Linked DNA regions of Mus musculus: region 1 is linked to region 2. The links are chromatin contacts, called in public HiChIP or PLAC-seq maps. All regions are on one chromosome and are shown on one strand. The core of a region is the stretch at or near the end of the contact, and the rest is flanking DNA. Distances in the headings are between cores, read along the strand shown. Region 1 overlaps Gm40892. Region 2 has its middle 120 kb from the start of Gm40892.

Region 1 (3,475 bases), core at 248-2,747, 110 kb before region 2:
GTGCTTTGCGAAGAGCCTTGACCAGGTGCAGTCAGATCTTAACGTGCTTCTTTTAAAAAAGAAAAAAGGGGGAAATGCCGCGCCTGCAGCAGAAATGGTTGAACTCCCGAGAGTGTCCTACACTTAGGAGAGAAGCAGCCAAGGGGTTGTTTCCCACCAAGGACGACCCGTCTGCGTGCACGCGGATGAGCCCATCAGACAAAGACATACTCATTCTCTGCTGCAAACTTGGCATAGCTCTGCTTTGCCTGGGGCTATTGGGGGAAGTTGCGGTTCGTGCTCGCAGGGCTCTCACCCTTGACTCTTTTAATAGCTCTTCTGTGCAAGATTACAATCTAAACAATTCGGAGAACTCGACCTTCCTCCTGGGGCAAGGACCACAGCCAACTTCCTCTTACAAGCCACACCGATTTTATCCTTCAGAAATAGAAATAAGAATGCTTGCTAAAAATTATATTTTTACCAATAAGACCAATCCAATAGGTCGATTATTAATCACTATGTTAAGAAATGAATCGTTACCTTTTAGTACTATTTTTACTCAAATTCAAAGGTTAGAAATGGGAATAGAAAATAGAAAGAGACGCTCAACCGCAGTCAAAGAACAGGTGCAAGGACTATCGGCCACAGGCCTAGAAGTAAAAAAAGGAAAAAGGAGTGTGTTTGTCAAAATAGGAGACAGGTGGTGGCAACCAGGGACTTATAGGGGACCTTACATCTACAGACCAACAGATGCCCCGTTACCATATACAGGAAGATATGACTTAAATTTTAATAGGTGGGTCACAGTCAATGGCTATAAAGTGTTATACAGATCCCTCCCCTTTCGTGAAAGACTCGCCAGAGCTAGACCTCCTTGGTGTGTGTTAACTCAGGAAGAAAAAGACGACATGAAACAACAGGTACATGATTATATTTATCTAGGAACAGGAATGAACGTTTGGGGGAAGATTTTTCATTATACCAAGGAGGGGGCAGTGGCTAGACTATTAGAACATATTTCTGCAGATACTTTTGGCATGAGTTATAATGGATAATCTTTATGGGCCCAACCTTGCGGTTCCCAAGGTTTAAGTAAGTTCATGGTCACAAACTGTTCTTAAAACAAGGATGTGAGACAAGTGGTTTCCTGACTTGGTTTGGTATCAAATGTTTTGATCTAAGCTCTGAGTGTTCTAACCTTCTATGTTCTGTTGACATCTATCCAAGTCTTATGTAAATGCTTATGTAAACCATGATATAAAAGAGTGCTGATTTTTTGAGTAAACTTGCAACAGTCCTAACATTCACCTCTCGTGTGTTTGTGTCTGTTCGCCATCCCGTCTCCGCTCGTCACTTATCCTTCACTTTTCAGAGGGTCCCCCCGCAGACCCCGGTGACCCTCAGGTCGGCCGACTGCGGCAATTATTGGATCTTATTGTTCTCTCTATGGGGTTGCAATTCCCTTCAGCTCCTTCAGTCCTTCCCCTAACTCTTCCTCTGAGATCCCCATGCTCAGTCCCATGGTTGGCTGAGTGCATCTGCACATGTATTGGTCAGTATCTAGCAGAGCCTCTTGGGGGACTCTTATACCAGGCTCCTGTCAGCAAGTGCTTCTTGGCATCAGCAATAGTGTTTGGGGTTAGTACCTGACGATGGGATGGATCCCTAGGTGGGGCAGTCTCTGGATCGGCCTTCTTTTTTCTTATTGTATACCATGAAGATAAAATATATTATTTTTTATTAGATGTTTTCTTTAGTTACATTTCAAATGCTATCCCTAAAGTTCCCTATACCTTTCCCCCACCCTGTTCCCCTACCCACCCTCTCCCACTTCTTGGTCCTGGCATTCCCCTGTACTGGGGTGTATGAAGTTTGCAAGACCTAGGGTCTCTCTTTCCAATGATGGCCAACTAGGCCATCTTCTGCTACATATGCAGCTAGAGACACGAGCTCTGGGGGTACTGGTTAGTTCATATTGTTGATCCACCTACAGGGTTGCAGACCTCTTCAGCTCCTTGGGTACTTTCTCTAGCTCCTCCACTGGGGGCCCTGTGTTCCATCCTATAGATGACTGTGAGCATCCACTTCTGTATTTACTAGGCACTGGCATAGCCTCACATGAGACAGCTATATCAGGGTCCTTTCAGCCAAATCTTGCTGGCATATGTAATAGTGTCTAGGTTTGGTGGCTGATTATGCGATGGATCCCTAGGTGGCGTAGTGTCGGGATGATCCATCCTTTCGTCTTATCTCCAAATTTTGTCTCTGTAACTAAAGAAATCAGTAGATATACACTCACTGATAAGTGGATAATAGCCCAGAAACTTAGAATACCCAAGATACAATTTGCAAAACACAAGAAAATCAAGAAAAAGGAAGACCAATGTGTGGACACTTTATTCTTCCTTAAAATATATTATTTTTGCTTGAGATTTATGCATAAATATAGATAAGACACCCAAAATGATTCTTATAGTAGGTGCTTATTAAATGCTTTTGATGTTGACAAACCTTACCATGAACATTTATAAATATATGTCTATGTGATATATTTTGTAATTTTTCCTGAAAGTATATATCATATATTTTCACATGTACATCAAGGACCTACCCAACTACAGCCCTCATGAGCCTTCAATTTATGCTTAACTAATTACATTCTTGTTGCTCATGTTACAGCCTTGCTGTATACAGTCATTGCTATTTCTTGTTATCTTTCGATATAAAGTAGAATAGTCTTTACTCAATACAATATGGCATATTTGTGCAGTTTTTTTTCATACTGAAGAAATCACTCAACTAATTACCTTTTTACAGCAAATAAGCAAGGAAAACCTTAAACAATATATATGAACAACAATATCAGCAAACCAGATCCTCTCAAGCTCCCAAAGACTAAACCACCAACCAAAGAGTACACATGGAGGGACCCAGGGCTCCAGTTGCACAGGTAGCAGAGGATGGCCTGTTGGGCCTCAATGGGAGAGGAGGCCGTTGCTCCTCTGAAGGCTTGATGTCCTAGTGTAGGGGAATGTGAGGGTGGGGTCGTGGGAATGGGTGGGTGGGTGGGGGAACAACCTCATAGAAGCAGGGGGAGGAGGGTGGGATAGAGGGTTTCCAGAGAGAGTAGAGGGGGGAAACTGGGAAAAGGGAATATTTGAACTGTAAATAAAGAAAATATCCAATAAAAATATATGTGCATTATTCAATGGCAAAAGCAGACATTTTATTTATATAGAAGTCATGCAATTTGAAGTCATGCTGTGCATATGTCCATAAAAATGTAAGGAATACTGAATCGACCACATCTGAAAATAAAACAAAGGGAAAACTACTTTTCTACTATGTGAAAAAGCAAAAATGCCCAAGGAATGTATATTGGCATTATGAAGCTACAAATCAATTCAATACTACCTTTATTAGAAAGATATCATGGAGGAGTGTGAAAAAGTACAGTTGTATCATAAAAGCCCCTTTTCTTAAGGAAGAAGAA
Region 2 (3,593 bases), core at 168-2,667:
GAAAGACCATAACAACGTGGTAAACAAGTTTTTTGAAAACTCATTTATAGTCCCTTGATTATAAAATTAAAAACATTCAAAAATCTTTTCAGACAGGTAGCCTAGGACTTTCATAATATCAAATACTGTCATCTGATGCTTTAAGAACAATGATCACTATAATTAATAAAGAACACAAATTTTTGAATCAGTTACTATGAGCCTGTCAACATGCTAATAATGTTAGATGTGCTATATCATTTTTTAAAATTTTTTAAAATTTTTTTAATTGGGTATTTATTTCATTTACATTTCCAATGCTATCCCAAAAGTCCCCCACATGCTCCCCCACCCACTCCCCTACCCACCCACTCCCACTTCTTGGCCCTGGCGTCCCCCTGTACTGAGGCATGTAAAGTTTGCACGACCAATGAATTTATGAAATTCCTAGGCAAATGGATGGACCTGGAGGGCATCATCCTGAGTGAGGTAACCCAACCATAAAAGAACCCGCACAATATGTACTCACTGATAAGTGGATATTAGCCCAGAAATTTAGAATACCCAAGATATAAGATACAATTTTCTAAACGCATGAAACTCAAGAAGAACGAAGACCAAAGTGTGGACACTTTGCCCCTTCTTAGAATTGGGAACAAAACAACCATGGAAGGAGTTACAGTGACAAAGTTTGGAGCTGAGACGAAAGGATGGACCATATAGAGACTGCCATATCCAGGGATCCATCCCATAATCAGCTTCCAAACGCTGACACCATTGTATACACTAGCAAGATTTTGCTGAAAGGACCCAGATATGGCTGTCTCTTGTGAGACTATGCCGGGGCCTGGCAAACACAGAAGTGGATGCTCACAGTCAGCTATTGGATGTATCACACGGCCCCCAATGGAGGAGCTAGAGAAAGTACCCAAGGAGCTGAAGGGATCTGCAATCCTATAGGTGGAACGACAATAAGAAATAACCAATACCTTCCCCCCCCTCCCCTGGAGCTTGTGTTATCTCATTTTATCCTTAGAGTATTATGAAAATATTTGTGGCAAAATCACTCCCAGCTCAGCTTTGGGAGAGCCAGACCCTAGCTCAGTTCTCTCTGCCTCCTAAAACTGACCTCTGATCCACTTGACTGTGTGTACATGGAGGTTTTTTCTAACTGATCTTGTTTGGTTTCATTGTATTAGTTCTGTTAACTTCCAGTCTTAGTATCTTCTCTTCCTCCAGCTACTATCTATTGAACTAATTCAGACATTTACTCTAAATATTTCCCAGCAAGAGAATGCCATGTAATTCAGAATAGATCTGAGAGCTGGAAAGGGTCTTCGGGTAGCACTTTACTCTTTAAAGTGCTCGAATGTGAAGGGAGTGCGCTTGCCAGCCTCCACAGCTGGCTTAGCTGGGAGCTTGTGATAGCTCAAGCTGCAAGACAAATAACTCTGCTCCTTCCTGTGCAGGAGAGCAACATCTGCTGGCTGATCAGCACGCCTGCACACACAGAAAAAAAAGAGAGAAAAAAAAAGAAAGGCAAAATAGCCTCATATTTTGATTTTGTTTTTAATTCAGCAGCCCATATAAAGGATAAACGAATAGGCTGATAATCACAGAGTATTTACAAAGAGTCAAACATATAAAGCCAACTAAAAGTCTCCCATATACTGTATGAGAAATGCACTGCATGAAAATTGGCACCATCCATGCTCTCAAACACACAGGAAAAAAGGAGCACCACTGGTTGCTGGCTCCATGTTTGAGATTTAATGGGCACCAAAGAAGTGGTGAGTCAGGCCTGTAGGACTAGAAATCCCTAGAATGTCCGTATGCTCTGCAAAGTGCAGAAAAGACACTTTTGTCTATTCAAGAGGCTGGGCCTTCGAGATTGCAGCCATTTCCCAATGCATCTGCTTCGGTTAAAGTCAAAATGTAAGCATTCAGTTCTGGATGCTCTTGCGTCCCACTTCTCCCACAGGTGACTTGTGACACAGCTGAAACTTTCCATCCTTTTACCTAACAAAGGAGCCTCCTAGATTCTATTTATCCCTAGCCTATTCGTTTCTTTTAGACCTTGTCTCAAATCTCAGAGTTTGGACAATCTGCTCGATCTTCTTTTGCCTCTAAGCAGGTATGCCCTGAAGAAGTGAGTGTGGGTGACAGAAGCTGATCCCTGCATCTTGCTCCTGTCTTCTGCCTTGAGAGGGATCAGTGTAGGGTTTGACTACTTTTCTTTTCTGTATTTCTGCACACAATGCCCTCATATCTCAGCTCATTTTTATCTATTATCATCCTTGCTTGTAGTCCATACTGTCCACTCATTTGTCTGCCCCACATAAATGGCATACATGTAACAATATCTGTGTTCTCTCCCACTGTTCTATGCACACACCATAATTTCCTGCATATACCAAATTCCCTAAATTTGGAAAGAATGAATCTTTCAATTGTGTATTCACTGATAACTTGTCAGATAGTGTATGTGTTCAGACCTGCACACTCTGTACTGAGAAACGGTGATTCTATATCATCTGTTATTGTGAAGGATGATGGGTGTCAAGAATTGTGCGTATTACACAAAACAGAATAAATATTTGAATAATAGCAGTTGTAACAGTATCTTTTAAAACATAGTCATAAGCTTACTTCCTGATTCTCTTTAGTATTCCAGAATGAGACAAATAATCTCAATAAAGCAACAGAAAGGAGTAAAAATTAATATAAAATGAAGAGCAACCTTCAAAAACATCACTCTCCACCTTTACCAGTTACACTATGAGGTCAGTCATTTTATTCAAATTTAAAGATTCAAGCTGAGACAAACTGAAGTTCAGAAAAGTAAACTGACATGGGATTGACCACACAAACAAAAAGGGTGACTGTGGACTTTGATTGTTTTATTTGAACCACAGGAGTCCAGAGAAATCATCTCCTTCCTACTTTCTTGCCTGAACTGGATCAGAGAAGCAGACTACATTATTTGTGAGCTATCAAAGATATTTTGAGATAATACTGTCAGTTTGCATGAGTGTTTCTGTCTACATTTGAGGCTAATTTATGCACAATATGTAGCCATATCGTTCTTTGCTTGGAATGCAAATTGGCTGAGTACAGCAGCAAGAAACAGGCCTACCTTGGGCAGCTCACTATCTGCTTGTCACATTTTCAAGCTTTTCTGTGTGTCACATACTGGGTGGGTGAACAATTTATTTAAAAATTCGAAGAAGAGAGTTGCTATTTCTACAACCTCATAGGTTTATAGTTTAGTGATGGGTAATATGGACTTTCCCTATTTTTCTACCAAATAGAAATGACTAAATTTATGCATTTAAAACACTGAAATGTCTGAGACGTATTCATAAGAGTAAAGTGTTAGCATGTGAGTTGGAATATAAGCTACCATCCAGCTGGAGAGATGTTGATGCTGTCAACCTCATAAGTAATGAGCATCCTCATGAACACAAGCCCATTTGTGTCATTAGAAAAAGAGAGGAGGGCTGGTGAAATGGCTCAGTAGGTAAGAGCACCCGACTGCTCTTCCGAAGGTCCAGAGTTCAAATCCCAGCAACCACATGGTGGCTCACAACCATCCGTAACAAGATCTGACTCCC

The links. HiChIP or PLAC-seq counts read pairs in DNA pulled down with a chosen protein or histone mark.
Region 1: a RAD21 HiChIP or PLAC-seq map of pro-B cells shows a contact between it and region 2, with 2.5 times the contacts expected there. The contact joins two enhancer-like sites. A contact is called at or near these places in 3 of 15 datasets of contacts at CTCF or cohesin (CD8 T cells, large pre-B cells and pro-B cells), 2 of 484 Hi-C or Micro-C datasets (CD4 T cells and large pre-B cells) and 1 of 115 datasets of contacts at active chromatin or transcription factors (large pre-B cells).

The regions. Positions count from the first base shown.
Region 1 is chr12:92,880,468-92,883,942 of GRCm38.p6, reverse strand. Gm40892 reads left to right here. Exons shown (of 4, transcript XM_030247051.1): 4 at 1-225. Among named protein-coding and RNA genes, the nearest start is that of Gm40892, 13 kb to the left of the region's middle. Within about 2 kb of position 1,497, at least 18 of the 459 cell types and tissues checked have an H3K27ac peak or open chromatin away from gene starts, as enhancers often do. A contact at or near this core is called in pro-B cells, where this site is marked.
Region 2 is chr12:92,773,720-92,777,312 of GRCm38.p6, reverse strand. No RefSeq gene overlaps it. Among named protein-coding and RNA genes, the nearest start is that of Gm40892, 120 kb to the left of the region's middle. Within about 2 kb of position 1,417, at least 4 of the 459 cell types and tissues checked have an H3K27ac peak or open chromatin away from gene starts, as enhancers often do. A contact at or near this core is called in pro-B cells, where this site is marked.